2 separate regions of the Anser cygnoides genome follow, and region 1 is linked to region 2. The links are chromatin contacts, called in public Hi-C maps. All regions are on one chromosome and are shown on one strand. Each heading gives the region's core, a stretch centred on a gene start, on an enhancer-like site or on the middle of the called end of the contact. The rest is flanking DNA. Distances are from core to core; before and after follow the strand shown. Region 1 holds the start of PRDX1 (peroxiredoxin 1). Region 2 holds the start of EIF2B3 (eukaryotic translation initiation factor 2B subunit gamma).

Evidence for each region. Hi-C and Micro-C count contacts between places; a contact is called where the count stands out from the background.
Region 1: a Hi-C map of liver shows a contact between it and region 2, with 4 times the contacts expected there. The contact joins the promoter of PRDX1 here to the promoter of EIF2B3 in region 2. A contact is called at or near these places in 2 of 7 Hi-C or Micro-C datasets (both in liver).

Annotation. Positions count from the first base shown.
Region 1 is chr8:23,795,180-23,800,962 of Taihu_goose_T2T_genome, forward strand. PRDX1 (peroxiredoxin 1) reads right to left here and starts at 1,367. Exons shown (of 6, transcript XM_048058910.2): 1 at 1,213-1,367. AKR1A1 (aldo-keto reductase family 1 member A1) reads left to right here and starts at 5,059. Exons shown (of 9, transcript XM_067001396.1): 1 at 5,059-5,358.
Region 2 is chr8:23,519,535-23,525,442 of Taihu_goose_T2T_genome, forward strand. EIF2B3 (eukaryotic translation initiation factor 2B subunit gamma) reads right to left here and starts at 4,142. Exons shown (of 12, transcript XM_048059023.2): 1 at 3,995-4,142; 2 at 3,636-3,784; 3 at 1,563-1,702. The coding sequence starts at 3,783. It overlaps HECTD3 (HECT domain E3 ubiquitin protein ligase 3), which reads right to left. Exons shown (of 21, transcript XM_048058962.2): 17 at 5,680-5,809; 18 at 5,395-5,469; 19 at 5,185-5,266; 20 at 5,037-5,108; 21 at 4,787-4,937. The coding sequence ends at 4,829.

The sequences.
Region 1 (5,783 bases), core at 117-2,616, 270 kb after region 2:
TTAATAAACCCTCTGAACTCTTCACGTAGCCATGAATACAGATACAATCCTGAAACTGCAGTTCTGTGAGAGGGGACAAGGGGACAACCATTGCACAATATTTCTCTGAGATACTGCCAACTAATGAATTTTGTCTTCTGAACAATACCTGTGTTTTATCCGGAGTGCATGACCCCACAGTTCGTCACTGAATTACATTATTTTACAGTACTCAAGCTCAAGGTCATCCTTTTACTCAGTACGATGCCAATCCTTCTATATTTGTTCCACCGACAGTCCCTGGAGTGTATTACTGGGGATTCAGTGTCAAATAAACACTGTCAGACTGCTCTCTGGCACTTCTCCTTTCTAAAGCAGGGGGTTATTGTCCCCTTTTTAGGTAACTCGAAGGTCTTTAACATCAGATTAGGAGGTTTAGTTGCATTGCACTGCAATCCAACTGCTTTCCACTGCAACCTGCCGCCGCCTGCTCTTCTTGGCGAGAGCAGCACGCATTCCCACCTTCTGCCTGGATTTTAGCCGCAGCGTTTCCTAACCCGCAGAGGCACAGACCACAGCCTCAGCACGGCAGTTCCTTTCCCTCGAGAGGAAAGGCGAGCAGGCGCTGCAAATGCAGCGCAGTTTAATGGACTCAGAGCACCTTCCAGTTGCTCACAGCTACGGCGCAGCCTCAATTATCTTTAAATTGCAGTTACACCAAGCCAGGCCTGCGCTCTAGCGAAGAATTCATACCTTTAGGACACCTAAGGCCGTTGCACAACACCCCAGCCTTCCTCCCCGCTACCCCCAGCACTGCGGTTAAAGCCTCCGAGCTGCGGTCAGAGGAGACCGACCCGCCGGGCTGCAGCACGCCGCAGCCGGCTGCTCGCACACCGCCCGACGCCGCTTCGCGTAGGGCGGGCTCCGGAGTGACTCCGGAGCGACTGCGGAGCGGGGACGGGAGGCAGCGGCCGAGCCCAGCACCGGCGGTGAGGGGGGCGGGGGAGGTCCTTGCCATCCCTCCGTTAGAAGGAGGGGGAGGGAAAAGGGAGAAGAAAAAAGGGAAGAGATGAAGAAAGCGACCCCATCTGCGCAGAGGGGGAGGGGAGAACAAAACCAAATTAAAAAAAAAAAAGGAAAAAAAAAGGAAAAAAAACTCCCTCCGAAAAAAAAAAAATCACGACCACCCCAGTCGCTGCAAGCGCAGCCCCACGCAGCTCCCCCAGCACTCACCAAAAGACCTCCTCAGCTCGACGAGACCCCGAACCAGGCCCGACCCCAGCAGGAAGCCGCGAATGCGGCAGCCCCCGCCGCCCCGCCGCTTTATAGCGGCCCCGATCTCGCGAGGAGACGGGCGAGGCCCTCCCGGCCTCCTTCCCGCCCTCCGCCCGGCCTCCCCTCACGGCCTCCGCCCGCCCCTCACGGGCCGCCGGGGCCGAGCGGGAGGCTTGCAAGGGCAGCATGACTCGGCACAATGCTGGCCGGCTCCCCCCGCTTGATAGCCTTATCTGAGCGGGGACACGGCCCCCGGCTGCTGAAAGCAGAAAAATATATATATATATGAATAAATGGAGGTGGTTGGATAGCGTCCTGGGAGGTGCCGGGGGAATGCTCGGTGTGGGGATATTCAGAAGGTGATTCAGGTGGCTCGCTGCAAGAAGTGGCTTTTTAATACCTCAGTAGAAGCAAGTCGTAATTGTTAGGAGACATAAGAGAAGCAGAGAATGCACTGGGTGTTGAGGAAAAGTGAGACGTGGCTGGCATGCCGTTTAGGTGAATGGGAGTTTGCCATTGACTTCAACATCAATAAAATCTGACCTTTTCAACAAAGCAAAATGCGTTCGCAGTATTGTATAGGTGCGGGGTCAAATCTTCTATCTTCTTCCCCTGTATTATCAACCGCCTCCTCAACCTGGTTCTAATTCTCGGGGCTTCCAGTGATACTTCCCTGTTAATGGCAAGACCGATCCAAGTCATACAAGTCATGAAAAAAGCTGAAAACTCCATTAACTGTAACCTCGAAGCTTCGGGGTTAGGATGGAAACTCTTGGTCAACACACTCACTCATTTCAGAGAGTTCTGTGAAGCCTCTCTGAGGGATGTTTAGCCTGAGTGAATTCCCACGTGCATCGTGTTTGCATCCAAGAGAGCTGAAACAGTCCTTTTACTTTTTGATTGAGGACCAAAACCTGAGTGTACACATAAAAGTTTTATTAAATAATGAATGCTAAAGGCTATAAAGGGCCCATGACAAAAGGGTCAATGACAAAACTGCTCACTTTAGTCAAAAGTGATAAACTTGTTTACCAACTGATTTTTACTCCTTGTCTGTCTTCCATTTTACAGTTGTGTTTCTTATACCGGTTAAAACTTGATTATAAATTGTAATGAGGAGAAAACCACAAAGGATTAGCAAACTTTAATTGTTTACAATCTACAACAATGTGCAGTGTTGCTGGGTGACTATACCTGTGTAGTGAATCACCCAAGAGATGACTGGTTTCAGTACCAGATGAAGTTACTCCCTCAAATAATAAAAGCAATGTAACATTAATATGTGTGCTCAATAAAAAAAAAAAGAGCTCACCTTAATTCAAATAATATATCTACTGCTATTTCTGTTGTTACAGCATGCTTAATCTTTTCAAGAAAGAAGTTTGTCACTTTCTTAATATCAATATTTTGAGGACAATTGGGGTCTATAAATTGAGATGTGTATATAACTTGGTATCAGCTCAGGCCATGTACCTGTGAACAGGTTAACCCCTGAAAGGTCAGGCTGTCCTAATTAATACCTCTACAAGAATGTAGTCTCCCTGCAACTCTAGCATATTAACCAGTGGACAACGCAGTAATGACTTTCTCATGGTTTCAGTGCTTGCTATGCTCATTTCTCACACTTTCAGATGCATAACATACCCATTTTGCTTAGCTACTGCAATGCAGTTTGTTCCGGGTTTGTGCCTTTAGCATTGCATTTCCATTCATATGTCCATGGCCTCATTATTTTTTGATTAGTTTCTGAACTAATCTTTCCAAACATCAGTTTCTGGATGTTTGGGAGAGAGAAATTGTCAGGGCTGCTCCTTGTTCAGTGAGCAGATAGGTTTCTGTGGCCTGTTTCGGTATTTAGGTACATGATGCTATTTAGAAAAAAAAAAAAAAATAGTAGTTTTTCAAGAAGGAAAGGGCATGTCTACCCAAACAGGTGCTGGGAGGACACTTTGTTTCTCCACGCTCTGCTCTGGATTAGCCCTGATGTTGTGCTCTGTTAAAATAGCTGCTAGACAGGATCAGCCCATACCTGATTAGCACAGAGCATCAGGAGCCACTTTGCGCCCATCCATACGGCTATGGCCATAATAAGTAGTCTATGCATTAGCAAAGCAGAGATGGCTGGCCCTGCCATGTTGGAGCACTGAAGCTACCCAAAGATTTCCAAATCAGTAACTGCAACAGATTTTACATCTATCTTTTTGATCACAGTATCTCCCAGACATCTTGGTTAGTAATTGGACCTTGGTGTGCCGAGAACTGTAAAAATAAAGGCATTGGTCCTATTTCAGGACACAACCACATCTGAGTTTCCATCTATTTTGTTGGGGCAGAATTTGAGTTTTTTATATAAGTGTATCCAGGAGTAAGATGAATCTAGCCAGAACAGTACTGGGAGCTGGGCTTGGGTGGTGGCTGCCCTGGGCATGCCCCCCAAGAAGATAAAAGTCAGTTCTGCAGCAGAGAAAATCCCTGAATGCCCTCTAAAGCCAGCACATTGGGACATCATCGTGTATGTTCTGTAGAGCTGATCTCTGCACATGCAGAAAGCCAGCTGAATCCCGAACATACTGAACTTACTGTATACACACATTGCCGTCAGGGACATAGTAAGAGTGAAGTCCTGACCACGTGAGGACATTTCAATATAACATATGCAAAAAGACAACTCAAAAGTCAACAACTGAGATGTTCCCAGGCCCTGGGGCATTTATGCTTAAACAGCTGGTGCACAGTAGTTTTAATGAAAACAATTACATATCATTTAAATATACAGGGCACATATTTGGTTTTCATTGCTTTGCTCAAGTGAAGACTATGTTTCTAGGTCAAAATGTCCTGCATAACCTCTTCCTTCTTACACACCTTTTTATGAAGAAACTTCATTACTGTATGTCTGGATAATCACTACTTTTTGATGACAAAACATTTCACTCTTCCTTACCTTTTCCCTTTACTCCCCGTTACATCATTGGAAACTAAGGTTTAAGTTTTCATATGTGACATTAATATAAATCAGGCATTTTCTATTTCATTAAGATTGCTGATTTCCAATGGGATTTTTGATTGGCAAGGGCTCCAAAAATAAATCAAACCCAGCAGTTTTTCCTTCTCCTTTATTCTTTCCTCTTCACAATTTTGTATTTCCTGTCATTTTTATTGCCTTGTGTTTTCCATGTGCTCTCTTTCTACGTTCCTGCGTTTTGTCAGAACAGGCTACACCACAGAAAAATCTGGTCATGTGAACGCCCAAGAGATTAATTAACCTTTGTGCCTATAAACCTCCTGAGCAGCTGAAATCAGAACAGCAATGAAAGAGTCTGCGGCAGGATGATCTTTCTGGAAATATAAACAGGAGGCTCTTCGAAGCCTTGTCAGATATGTACTTTCCCTAATTGCTGACACAATGTTAAAAAAATCTTTGTATTTACATACTTTATAAATGGAGGCCTGAAGTTAAAGACAAAGCTGGTTACAGCTTTCTTTAGGTGTGGTTATAATGAGGTACACATCCCACCAGCCTTGAGTTTTCGTCTCAGTCACTGGCACAGTTCTGTTACCTCCAAAAGCGGTGCCTGGCTGGCTGCACCCAGATCCCTGTCCTGAAATAACTGCTTTAATGGCACATTTGATCTTCTTGTACAGCCTTAGTTTTTGTGCCAGTGAGGAGGTGCATTCCTGCACACCTGCTCGGTCTCCTCAGGAGCCACCACTTCTCCACACACCTTTTGGCACAATAGCTAGGGCCGGACAAGCCTAACTGCGCATTCCCTTGATTCCTGCTATTTAGGGCTGCACATAAAGCAGAGAAAACGCCGTTTCCCTTCTCGCAGGAACACAGCCTTCCGCGGACAACCTCCGACCCGAGCGCGGAGGCCCCAGCAGCCGTGAGGCGGGCCCGCCATTTCCTCGCCCGCCCGCCGCGCCGGCCCCCTCAGCGCTCCGCGGTCCCGATGGAGCCGTGAGGAGCGGGGCTGACCCCGAGCCCTTCCCGCAGGGCACCGGCCACGGGACGGAGCCACCGGGGCCCGCTGCCCGCCTCCGGAAGCGGAAACATCGAGGGACGGAGCCACCGGGGCGAGCAGCAGCGGCTGGCGGCGTGTGGTGAGTGCAGAGCTGCGGGCAGGAGCAGCCGCTGCCCCTGCTTGGGCTTCGGTATGCCCGCACGCGTTAATTTAATGCGCGTTTTACGGGTGCACGGCTCGTTGCTGTGGGCTGAGGATGGGCTGTGGCTTGGCGGACAGGTGTGGTGTGTGTGGGCGCCTCTCTGAGCGCTGATGCATCCTCCCAGGCAGGCTGCTAACGCTGCCTGTTAGCCCGAGCTCCGCTCTTCCCTGTGAGCGTGGCGGTAGGAGGGTGGGCGTTGTGAACTCAAAGCCGCGTCTTACTTGTCAGGGATTACGTTGCTTTGATGTTAATTTTTGTTTTTGCCCTTCCAAAAAGAGCCTTGCTGCTTTTTAATGAGCAAACTTAACAGCTAGTGGACACCAGTTTTCTTACACCTCCTCCTTAAGGGAAGAGTCTGAGTG
Region 2 (5,908 bases), core at 2,892-5,391:
AGAGGCACGTGAGTGGTATGCATTTACTTGAGAAATGACTCCAAAACACACAGTGCAGCAATCTGTCCAAGAACTTAATATAGGCTTATTTCAAATAAGAGACCACTATGGCCCTCTCTGGCCAGAGGAGCAAGCCATGGAATAAAAGAGAGAAGCAATTGCTGCCACTCGCACACACAAGTTTACTGAAGAAAAGTTGTGTGGTTTTGAATGCTGCCCCACATCATCTTTAAGTCCTTTTCTAAGGGGAAATAAACAAAAAACCACAACACTGCCTCCTCTAAAGACACAGTCTATTTTCTTACCCCCACACGCTTTGCTGTGGTCTCTCAGACCTCCCCCTAAGCAAAATAGCCTGGATTGCCAAAAAGTTGGACAAGTAGACAGCTGGACTGATCACTCCGAACAGACAATAAAACTGTAAGGCCTGGGTCAAAATTTGCAGTGCAGAGAGATTTCCTTACTACATACACATTTAAAAAATACTAGCAAACAGGTATTACAGAGGGCAGTTCTGCACATGACAGAAATATTCAGTTAATTTAGCTGTGATTTTGTTGATTTTGCTTTTTGCCTTTGTATCTTCTCTTTGCTCTCTGATTTATTCTAGCCTGTGCATTAATCCCTTGCCAAATCTCTCTCATTGTACCACCTGGACACCCATATTTGCCTAGAAATTTTCACCATGTCTTGATTGTCGTCTTTATCTTGGAAGTACACAGCCTCTTAGGCTGCAGTTTATTACCTTCAATAAGAGCCTGAAGACAAAAGGCAACTCAGGACTTTAAATGGTCCATTGATGTTCTGTTGCAACCTTTATTTAAACAGCCAATTTGGCTAAGATGGCCTAAACAAACAGGGAACAAATCAGAAAGATTAAGTATATGGCAACCACAAAAAACAAAATTCCATCCTAGATCTTGGTAAGAGTTCCAAGAAGCATTTCCACCTTGCACTGGAATGTTTTTGTTTGTCCAGCTAGAAATTAAAACTCAAGAGACTATTATTTTCATTAAACCAGCATCTGACTGCTATAAGCAGCCCTTTATCACATTTGGGCACCGTTTATCTAAGAGCTTCTCATGGGACCAAGCCAGCAGAAGCAGAAAACTGATGCCTAATTGCAAGAACCAAACCCAAGCTCACTCACCTATCGGTGTATTGCCTAAGCTAAGATGACAAAGAACATTCCTACAGAAATGCTTCCCCGAGCACCAACTGGACAACAGCTGTCACACATTATGATATTGTACGAACACTGTATGAACAAATACAGCCTTTTAATTAACCTGCCAGAAAGCTAACTCTGGCTAAAAAAGCAGCTAGTGCCCAGCCGGGATTTGCTCCAGCCTTCCTAGCTGTCATTTGTGGTCACTCTGAGTCCTTGCCTGAGTTCCCCCACAAGACGACCTATACAAAAGTCAGATCTTCTGCAGATCGGGAAATCCAGTTACCTGCAATAGTATTACACAGTACAGCTCTTAAACTATTAAAGCACAATGAAAAAAAGGATTATTTTAAACAAATGTCTTCCAGTCAAGTTCAATAAAAGACAATAATACCTTAATTTTCTGGTGAATATGCCTCAGTGAATCTGCCGTACCCATGTCCGCGTTGTCACTGATGCACACAAAGTCCAGCTTCATTTTTGTGTCCAAGTTTAACATTTTTTGGATTTCTTTCCTTGTAATCACAATGACCTCTAGGACAGAGGAAAGTGGGATGAGATCAAGCAAAAAAAAATTAATATATTCATCACAAATAGGACACATTCAATTTTTATCTGCAGTACCTGACGAAGCTATCAGAAGGCTTGACTGATGTAACTGTCTGACGGTACTGAACCACGAGCTTTTGGCAATAACAACTTTGGCAGAAGAGAAGCTGTTAACGTGACAGCAATCTCTCTTGCTTTGTATGGGTGGGGAACTGTTGCTGAAAGGGACACCTGCGTGTGAGTGGCATGAATCAGCGAGATGAAAGAGGAATGTCTTCCATCATTAACAAACAGCCTCAAACTGCACATCCCTCAACAGTATGACCTACAAAAAGCCACCAATGAGACCCTGTGTTAACACCATCAGCGTTTCAGAGCTTTGCCTTTTGCCCAGCCTCATCCTGTATAATCCTCTGTGGGCAACACCACCAACTACAGTATTACAGTGCAATAGTTAAACTATTGCCGAACAGCAGCTTGGCAGGGGAGTGGAGTAGTTTGTGAACAACAAACTCATTCCACCTAAAAAAGAAAAAAAGGTAAAAGCATATTTGAAGTGTATCAATGGTGGCATGAAAGCATATTTTCCAAAACAAAGACGAAAATGCAGGCTTCATTCCAAGATGAAGCACTTGCAGTTGGGACAAAGGGGAAGCAGCGAATCAGACCGTGGAACACCTACTTACTCACATAAACAAGCAGGAAGAACCCAAACATCACACGATAATAAAAGCTATGATTCAGAGAGGATTCACGCCATCAGAGTATTAGCACAAAAGTGTCAGCTTGGTCGGAGGACAGAAGCAAGAGAAAAGCAAGAAGGTGTCTGACTGCTTACTGAAGCTGCATATACAACCTTGCATGTCCAAATTTTCACAGGGCATAGAAGAGTTCTTAAGGATTTCTTAATGACACAAAACGAAGGCATAGGTTTACATTTATTTTTCCCTTTGTTTCTTAACACTGACTGTGCGAGTGGCACGAATCAGCGAGATGAGAGAGAAATGTCTTACATCACTAACAAATGACCTCAAACTATACATCCCTAAATGGTATGACGTACGGAAAGGCCAACACACGTAAATCACGAGCTGATCCCTACAACTTCAAAGAGAAGAGCAGCAGCTAGAAGAAGAATTCACTTTCTCAAGACAGAGCACAGAAGAACAGCACAGTCACCCGGAAGACACAACAAAAGTAGAAAGGCAAGGACAAATATAAGCGTGAAAACTGGAGATGCAAATGGTACCAGGAAGTTTTACGAGTTATGGGGAACACTACAGAAAGATTTGGGCCATCACCGAAAAGCTAAACAGAAATCTAATGACAGATAATGCGAAAGAACCTCACCAAAAATTTATCGCTTGAGCTCTCTTGTGAAATGAGGCCCAGAAAACAGCACTACCAGCCTGCCAGCTCCCCCTGCCCGGCTCTGTCTGAAGGCCAGCACTCAGCGCCGTGCTGCAACAAGAACTAAATGCCTCAAACAGAACAAATAACCCTGAACTTCACGCCACATTGGAACAACAAACTGAGAGACATCCCAAGAGAGCTGACACGCTTCTCATGCCATTTTTATTAACAACTCAGGGAAAGAGACGAGAGAAAGACTCCAGGTTAACAACGCTCGGAAGGACTCCAAACTTAAGCACAGCACGTAGATGAGAAAACCCTTGGTGAGGGGGGAAGCAGGAAGGGAGCACGCACGGATGTGGCCTAGAGTTAAAAGTAAAGGATGTGATATGGGTGAGGAGCAGTCACAATTAGGTCTGCTGCGGAGAGGAGGCCTCCATAAGGCCACTGCCCTGACGAGCAGCGACAAGACAAGGCGTGACAACGAGGAGAGGCTGGCAGCTGGCAGCAGCAGGACACCGGACGGGTGAGCCCGCCGCCCCCCTTCCCCCGCACCCCGCCTCACCTTCGAAGCCGGCGCGCTCCAGGAGGTTCAGCGGGTACCACAGCAGGGGCCGGTTGCCCACGGGCAGCAGCGGCTTGGGGATGCTGGCCGTCAGGTCCGTCATGCGGGAGCCGCCGCCCGCCGCCATCAGCACGGCCTGGAACTCCATCCTGCAACGGCACCGAGGGGCCGCGTCACGGCCGGGCCGGGCCCAACCGGGCCGAACCGGGCCCAACCGGGCCGGGCCGGGCCCAACCGAGCCCCCCCGCCCCCCAGAACCCGCTGCGAGGCGCCGGTACCACCGGTACGTTGCGTTAAGTCACGTCACGTTACGTTGCGTTACGTTAAATGACGTTACCGGCCCGTTACCGGTACGTTACCTCCGCTCCGCTCCTCACCGGCTCCCTGACAGCACCGCAATGGCGGCGCCGGCGCGCAGCGCGCATGCGCGCGGACAGCCGAGCGGCTCGAGGAGCGCCGAGAGCATCGATCCCCCCCTCCGCCTCGCCAGGGAGGCGAGAGGAGCGCCGACGGGAGGAGGGCAGGCTGCGGAGCGCCGAGTCATCGATCTGCTGGGGGGGGGGCTCGAGGGGACAGCGCCCCCTGGTGGGGGGGGGGAGTGTAGGGGGCATGGGGGGTGGTAGGGGGCGTGGGGGGGGTTATAGGGTGCACTGCATGAGGGGGGGTTATAGGGTGCACTGCATGAGGGGGGGTTATAGGGTGCACTGCAGGGCAGCAGCTCGCGGGGTGCATCGCAGGGTGCCTCGCGGGGGGGGTACTCTATGGGGTGCATTATATGGGGGCACTTTTTGGGGTGCATCCCCAGCCAGGCACGTCCCAGGAAGCTCATCCCACCATCCAGGTGCTTTACCAGGGGAACCGCTGAAGGCACAGGCTCCTGGGATAACAGGGTGGGGGTGCAGGGCTGAGACGGGGTGGTGCTGAGCACCCCACCCTTCCCATTGCCTTCCCATGTGCGGAGGAGAGGCATGGCACTGCGTTTGGGATGGGGGCACCAGGGCAGGGTGCACCCCTCTGACAGAGGACACGCCGCACGTGCATGCCCCCATCAGTTCATGGGGACACCCAGGCTGCAGGGGGAAGCTGGTGGCCCGGGGAGGGGACAGGACATGCAGCCCCCCCCGCACAAACCGTGCTCTCCACACCCCAGACACGAGCACAGCCTCGTTGTGTTTTTATTCCACGAAACGTCGCTACAGCTCGGGGGAGTCGACGGACACGTCCTGTGCCACGGGCTCGTCGGTGTCGATGGACATGCAGTTGTACACGGCGTAGCGCAGCAGCTCCTCGCAGGCCCGGGCCCTGCAGGCGAGACGCCGGGTTACGTCGGGGACGGGCACCGGACCCCCCCACGTCCTCATGGAAGGGAGGACGAGCGTCCCCGTCCCCAGCTGCACTCACGAGGAGTAGTTGGGCAAGAACAAGGTGCAGGAGCACGTGGAGGCCTTGGGCATCACGTCCAGCTGCTGCGTTCTTGGGAGAAAGAAAGGAGAGGCGGGTCAGGCGCCTGCGCCGCGGGGACACGGCCGGGCAGGACGGACGGACTCACCCCGATTTGTCTGGGTGGACGGTGATCTGAACCGGGAGGCGGCTGCGGCCCGTGATGAACTTGAGGAAGCGGCTGAGGTCCTCTGGGGAAGGACAGGGGACAGGTTTGGGGTCACCCCCAGAGCCCAGGCGGGACGCTCCGAGGGGATGGGACATCCCCGTGGGTCCTGGCCCGGTGGGTGAGGAGCGGGGAAGGCACGCGGTCGCTCACCGCTGGTGAAGTTGCTGAGCGCCTCCAAGAAGATCCGGATGCGGGGGTCGTCGGACTGCAAGTCCTCAAACGTGACTGCAGTGAGGAATAAACGCTTCGTTAGGAGCTCCCAGCAAAGGAAATTAACGTGGGACGCAACGCACCCCTCTGTGCAGCCCCGTGTGAAGGCAGGAGGGGGCCCCAGGCTGCAGGGCAGCCGCTCGCCCCTGCTGCTCAGCACAGCGCAGGATGCGTGCGAAGGACGAGCATTATCCAGGAGGGCCTCACGCCACCCCTGGCACTTACTGAACTTCTTCACATCGTCCACTGTCAGCTCAGGGTTCCCGCAGACCTTCCTCTCCAGCTGCTGCCAGGTGAGCAGGTCCAGCACGGGCTGCGGCACCACGCGGAGCAGCCCAGCCCGCAGGGCCGCCACCTGAGGGGCACCACGTCACCACGGCAGGTCGCTTGTGCAGCCACTGACCCACCACTAAAGACCACACCAGCCACAGGATATCCGGAGGGCCCAGCGCAG